Regions from separate parts of the Rattus norvegicus genome. Here region 2 is linked to region 1. A link is a contact called in public Hi-C data. All regions are on one chromosome and are shown on one strand. The core of a region is the stretch at or near the end of the contact, and the rest is flanking DNA. Distances in the headings are between cores, read along the strand shown.

Region 1 (3,466 bases), core at 304-2,803:
GAATGAGTAGGGAGGAGGGCACCCAATGATAGCATCAGTGTCCCATGGGCTTATGAGGTGGCTGATGGCCCACTTGTACAGCTTCTTAGCTTCCAGGGAGTGTGAGGACACCTGCTGAGCAGATACTGCTGCTAGGCAGAGGACAAACCATTCTAAAGCACCTCATCTGGCCACCTGATTCAGTGCTGTGGAGAGAAAGCTTTAAGCCAGGAATCCTTGCCTGAGTGTATCACAAGCACCATTCCTAAATGGCTAAGTCTTGTTTCCTCAGAGTGGAGGGTGTAACTCCTGCCTGTAATGTTTTCCAACTTAAGAGTTTTTCTGGAGGAGTTAGGGGAGGGACTGAAGGAGCTGAAGGGGCCTTATCTGGCATCAATAGGAGCCTGTGAAGGCTCAATGCCCCAGTGTAGAGGAATGCTAGGGTGGTGAGGCTGGAGTGGGTAGGTGGGTAGGTGGGTAGGGGAACACCTTCATAGAAGCAGGGTAAGGGGGCATGCAATAGGGGATTTGCAGAGGGGAAACCAGGAAGGAAGATAGTATTTTAAATGTAAATAAATAAAATGTCTAATTTTAAAAAGTTTTCTGTGGTTGCGAAAGCCTACGGTAAACAACGTTTGGGTTCAGCACGTCAGGCTCCTAAATCGATTGGATAGGGTGTATAAAGTCACACCATGTTTCTTGTTTATAACAGTGCTCTCCAATCTCCCCAGTCTGAACTCCTGTGTCATCCCTCCCCACCCCCACTCATACACACCCCCAGCCCTGTTTTCTTCCACACATGCCCAAGGTTCCTCGCCTGTGGAAAAGGCTGTTCCACTTTTCCACTCTGTTCAGCTTTCTCCCCTCCCAGATAAGCTTAGGCTTCAGCAGTGCCCTGTGCCACCCTGGTCCTGATCACAGGGAACTTCTACCTTTTTTCCCCTCAGGTTTCTCTCCCTGGCTGCCCCTTTCCCTAGAGCCTGCAACATTCCAGTCTTTCTCTTCCTTGAACATGCCTTAAGCCACACCTGGAGTAACAAATGCTTCAGAGTTTGATAATTTACTTAATGTCAACAAAAGAGAAGGAAAAAGTAAGCTGTAGAAACGCAGTCACAGAACTGCAGCCAACTTGGCTGCAGGACCCAGGTTCCCAGATGGACCCTGCCTGCCTGCCATTGCAGGCTCCACCTAACAAGTCAAGTGTGGACAATTGTAATTAGTAAGTCCCACAGACCCCCCCTGAGGTGTCAGGGCAAACTACCCCAGACTGTAGACAGCACTCTAGATTAGCCAAGGACTAGTGGCCTTGCTGTCACTGGACCAAGGCAGCCAAGCCTTGCCTACTGGCCCTGGAGCGCCTCCAGCACCCGGGAGGGGCCTTGAGGGAGCGCCCAGTCAGTCACCCCAGCATGTGGGCGCGGCGGGGCGGGCCAGGGCTGTGATCTGGACGCCGAGTGTCCTTCTGGGCCCGAGTGTTTGTCCAGACAGCCCGCGCGGCTGGGTCTCTGCGCGGCTGGGTCTCTCTGCTTGTCCTCCCTTCTCTTCCTGGAGTTGCTGTAGGCAATCTGGAGGTGGCGGCGGGTGCTTGGACCACCTTGCCCCGGGTCCTGAGCAGGTAGGTGACCGGGTCGGGTAAAACGCTGGAGCATAGAGCCAGGCAGAAGGGTGAGCGAGGAGTGGGAACCAGGAGATGCGTCTCTAGAGCGAAGGGTGAAGCACAGAGGACAGGGAGAGGAAGAGACCCTGGTTCCCGCGGCCAGGCTGCTCACCTGTCCCTCCGGTCCCTCCTCCACGGCGCTCAGGGCGAGCTCAGGTGCCCAGAGGAACAGACCACAACGGCTGCGGGTGTCCGATGTCTCGTGTAGGGTGTCCAGTGTCTGCAGCCGGGTCCAGGTGAGTGGCGGCCCCAAGAACAGAGGGCTTGTGATCATTATACTAAGAGTCTCCAGAGGGAGGAGAATCGGAGGCGACTTGGAGTCTTTCAGGAAAGTTGTCCCGTCCGGGCTGTGCATGCACACGCGGCGAGTGCTAACTGGCCTGGGGCAGGTGCACAGCGGGGGCCACCTGCGAGGGTCTGAGCCACGAAGAGGGTGCTGGGTGTCGGCTACAGTACCCACAAATCAGCGGAGGTCCAATCACTGGGCAGTGCCATGTGGTCTCCTGGCCCGGAGACCTTCCAGACAAGAGTCCTGAAACCGGTTTCAGCACAAGCAGAACTCCATTAGTAAGTTCCCCGCGCTCCCGCGGGCGCCCTCACGTGGTACAGAGAGCAGCGGGCTCGTCGTCTCTCTGTGGTTCTGGGTCAAGGCTCAATCTAGAATCAGCCTAGCCAGAATTTTCCTCAACAAAAGTGAGCCATTACCAACCGTTCCTGCCTTAAGGGGTTCATGGGCCCTAGGTGGAGGCACTCAGTGTTTATAGGTTTTCTCAATGTCTCTCTTTGCTATGGTCCCAGAGAAGCAGGGATGACAGCCTCTTGCTTGTGTAAAGAAACAATGTATTTATAATTTTTCTTATTTAATAATAAGTGGAAGAAATACTTAGGCGAAGATTTAGCACAAATAGGCTTTTCTAGGAATATCTATCTATGAAATACTTCAATCTTGAGAGTATTTACAAAACTTCCAGCTCCTCTCACCACTTGCAATTCATTTTGTTTCCAAAATCATCATGTAAATTAATAAGAAAAATATTGAGCAATTCAAAGCCTGACAACAGAGAACGCAAACTAAGTTCTTACCTTTAGGGATATATGTACTGTAAATACAGAAATATTTTAATGAAGGTAGTTGTACCCAGAGTTTAATTATTATCATTATTGTTATTATTTATTAGGCTCTGTATTAATTAAAAACAATTGTGAGGAAAAGTGGAAAGTGTGAAAGTCAGACAAGATCTACAGGTATCCTGAGAACTTAACTAAATTTTGGACTCTTCAGAAATTTTTAGAGTGAGTGACAGGTATGGGCTTGTTCCCTGCTAGTTGTCTTTTTCAAGAAAAATGCCACAGGAGAGGAAAAACAAGTTAACTGGGCTGTACTCTGTGTTGGACCACGAGTGACTGCACTCAGTATGAGACCCACACATCACCAAACAGTGATTGTCCGGTAACGTGAAAGTAGGAAAACCCCTGGCAGGTTCACTTCCTCCTTTTCATTTCCTGTACTTGTCTCAATAGCTTCAAGGCAGATTTTATCTCAGGATCCAAGAGCTACAATGATCCTCAGGTTAGTTTTATGGATTAAGAAACAGGGTCTAAAGATGTGAAGTGACCTTCCAAAGTCATGGGTCACTGGAGGCAGAACCGGGAATCTAAGCTGGTGAACCTGTCTGTAGCTGTGCTGTGGTCTGCTCTAGGAAAGCCTTGGAGAGCTGGTTAACTGACATCACTCAGAGCCAATCAGCAGTCCAGTTCGGTGCCCATAGTCAACAGCCACAGGCACTTGTTAGCTGGGTTTCTTTTGTATTCCCTGAGGCCACCAGGAAC
Region 2 (3,448 bases), core at 209-2,708, 310 kb before region 1:
CAGTTAGCTTAAGAACATCTGAGCACTAAAGTCTTGGCAGTTATTCAAACTATCCAAGATACTGACAGAACACAAGTATATCTGGGGGATTAAATCAAGGGGGAAAGTAAGATATATACATATATAATGAAATGATTCATCAAAAATTAAATCCTACTATTTGCAATATGAATAGATATGAAGAACATTTTGCCAAGTAAATAAGACAGGAACAGAAAAACAATACTGTATGACCTCACATGCATGTAGAATTTTTCAAAAGTCAAGGACCAGCAAGATGGCCTGTGGGGTAAACACACAGGTCACAGAAGCCTGATAACTGAAATTTATTCTCAGACTCCACATAAAAGTGGGAAAACACTGAACTCCACAAAGTTGTCCTCTGACTACTAGGCCATATGTATGCCCCACATGAACAAGACTCAAACATGCATACACACACACACACACACACACACACACACACACACACACACGTGAGCACGCCTAAGCAAAGTATTTTCTATGCGAATTAGACAGGTGATTCAGAACTTAAATGATCCTGGCTACTTTGAGCCTGTTGATCTGCCATCTGAGAATTCCCCACCACTGATGTGCTTGTATGAGGTCTAGTACATTCTTGAGAACAGAAAGAAGAAAGAGAGAGTGTGGAAGGACAAACTGGCATGTCCTAACCATAAGTTTACGGTGTTTTGGATGAGCGGCTCCAGGGTTAATACTTCTAGTTACAGTGTCTTGTTCTCTGTTGCCCTGAACACATTTGGGAACAGACCTTCTCCAGACTTACCTTTCTCAGCTTATCTTACATTGACTTCATACTAGTTTTCTAAGCCCAGTAAAGAAGGAACCTTATTTTCTAATCAATAAGGACATATGTTAGGATGTTTCAGCATGGTCTCTATCTGCCCCAAGTCCTTATCATTTGTCCTCTGTAGACAAACTGTTCTTCAAACAGCTTCTGCCACTGTCTAGGTACTCTCCTCTTCTAGATGCTTCCTTCCAGCCTAATTGGCATGTGCCTCCAACAGACTGCCATAGGCCTCTGCTTTGATTTCAACAGGAATTCTATCATTAGAACCATCATAGTATAGTACTTGCCTCCTACTCAAACCGGACTGTATATATATCTCTCCAGTTTAGCAACTGTAGGAATGACTAAGAAAAATGCCCTCTTGAGAGCCTTCACTTGCCAGGAGGTCTGATATCTGCCATTAAAGAAGACCCAGGCCTCTTAGTTATTTGTTTAAGGTCTTTTTTTTTAACATACCAGAGTTTCTCCAATAAACATACCCAATAAAATAGAGTTAGGGATTGTTCATAATGTTCATTATGTGTGAACTTGCAGTCATGTCGCAGGCTTTCTGTTTTACTGATCTGTCAACTCCTCCACCCTCCAAGGTCCCCACCCATGTATGCTCCTTTAGGCTGGAAGACAGCTCACCTTGACCTGGGCCCTTGGCTGGTTCCCACCATTGATCCTTCAGGTCACAGAGCCAGCTGGACTCCCGACTCCCTGCAAACTTTTATTAATCAGCTAATATGCAACTAATGACAACCCTGAAACTCACCAGTTGCTACAGTTTCCTTAATTCTCTCTAAAATTGGGCTTTCTACCCCCTTGTTAAAGCAGATGTCCTTTCATTGTAACTTCCAAATAATCCTACAATAAATCTGCAGCGTTTCTGCACATGTGCTCAGCTTTTTAGGTCACCGTCCTCAGAGCTGAGCCGATGTAAAAGGAGCCAGGAGAGCTTTTCTTGATCTTCTAGTGGTGTGTGTTACACCATCTCCAACATCGATAGAGAAAATCCAACCAACCAGGTGTTCCCCTGCCTCTGCTTTATCTCAGAATCCCTTACCATTACCCCTCATGTCCTTAGAGAAGGGCCCCGCCTCTCCATGTTTTCAGTGGGACTAACCTGATCTGCCTATCTACGGAGTTCATTACAGTAGCACAGAATCAGAGTTACTGGAGAGACTCAGCAGATCCTGAATTTTTAACAAGCGTAAGAAGCCTCCAGGGCATCTACAGTACACCTGAAAGTGGACCAAGCCGGGACTGGGGCAGAAATGGAAAAGCTACCTTTATTCCTTGCTTCCAGTGTACCATGATACAAAGATTATCACCTTCTAAGTGTTCTGTGAAATGCAGAAATCCCCAGGGTTCCCTAGATAATCACTGGATTAGTGCTCCTTAGGAGATAAGTGATCAGTTTACATGTGCTCACTCCTTTGTAAGAATTGGGATGCTAAACTCTAAAATAACACATGGATTGAAAGCATACTTTATTATCCTGAAGCAAGAGTCGTAAGCAACATAAAGCTAGAAGATAAAAATTAAAAATAATCAATACAATCTCCTAAATACAGCATAAAGAAAAATGGAAATGTAACTGAAATTCTATGACTCTTCATGTTAGTGAAACACTATTTGTCAAAGGGAAAATCCACCCTGAAAGCAAGGCAGGAGTCAAGAGAGATAAGTACATTAACAGGTGACTCTGTAACCTCACCACTGCCTGGTGAGGAACGATAGTTCACCATCCTGACCCAACTCTTAATACATCTCCAAAGTCAAAGTCAAGATCCTAACCTGCCCTTGATGGGTAAGGCAGTTGCTGTCTAAGAAAACCTGTGTTAAAGGTCATTCAGAAAGTTTTTATATACTATACTCAAAGCACAAGTAATTAGAAACATACTGTTCCCACATCACGTGAATGTTCCCCACACTAAAAACAACACAGCACATGAAACAACTTTTTCCAGTATTATCCCATCCACCCTCATAGGACTCTAGAAGTCTTGGCCTCCACAAATTAGAGGTTGGCAAAGCAGATCCACACATATGGCCCTCACTTCTATACAGTTTGGGAGAAAGGGAGTTCGTGAAGAGAAAGGACAGCACCCCATGTGCCTTGGAGCCTTGGAAGCCTCAAGTATTCACTGGATTTAAGAAAATCTATGATGGGATACAACTCTGGATTGCAACATGTGACTTCCTTGAAATCACAAACACAAACATGAGCGCAAGCTAAGATTTTAATGCTGGGCCCTAAGGCCAAGTGCCCACTGGTAGGAGGAATAGGATGAGTGCACACTAGAGGGCGGTTGGTGGGGGCCTGGCAGCAGAGCACGGCTGAGCGCCGGTCTCCACCTTATCACCAGGAGCGTCAGGATTGTGTGGTTCCATGAAGCTTCCTCAATTCTAACAGCTAGGCTTTCCCTTACACAAGTGGATCATTCACAGCATAAACTAAAGATACCAGTATGTCATCTCTGATTTGCAAAGTAAAAGTGGGAAGATACATAAAAGGAAAAGGCAATTTGAACTGAGACAGTTTGGCAAGGAAAAATGCAGGGAGACACTGCTAAGACAGCGTTTGTGAAGCAGATCATGCACCAACAATTAAAATATTCTGAATTCTACATCTCAAGAATATAGTCCTAC

Evidence for each region. Hi-C and Micro-C count contacts between places; a contact is called where the count stands out from the background.
Region 2: a contact with region 1 is called in a Hi-C map of liver, with 8 times the contacts expected there. The contact joins the enhancer-like site here to the promoter of Sh2d4a in region 1. A contact is called at or near these places in 2 of 12 Hi-C or Micro-C datasets (kidney and liver).

Annotation. Positions count from the first base shown.
Region 1 is chr16:26,174,061-26,177,526 of GRCr8, reverse strand. Sh2d4a (SH2 domain containing 4A) reads left to right here and starts at 1,553. Exons shown (of 9, transcript NM_001012048.1): 1 at 1,553-1,594.
Region 2 is chr16:26,479,416-26,482,863 of GRCr8, reverse strand. All of the region lies in intron 2 of Psd3 (pleckstrin and Sec7 domain containing 3), which reads right to left. Among named protein-coding and RNA genes, the nearest start is that of Psd3, 75 kb to the right of the region's middle. Within about 2 kb of position 1,458, at least 1 of the 93 cell types and tissues checked has an H3K27ac peak or open chromatin away from gene starts, as enhancers often do. A contact at or near this core is called in liver, where this site is marked.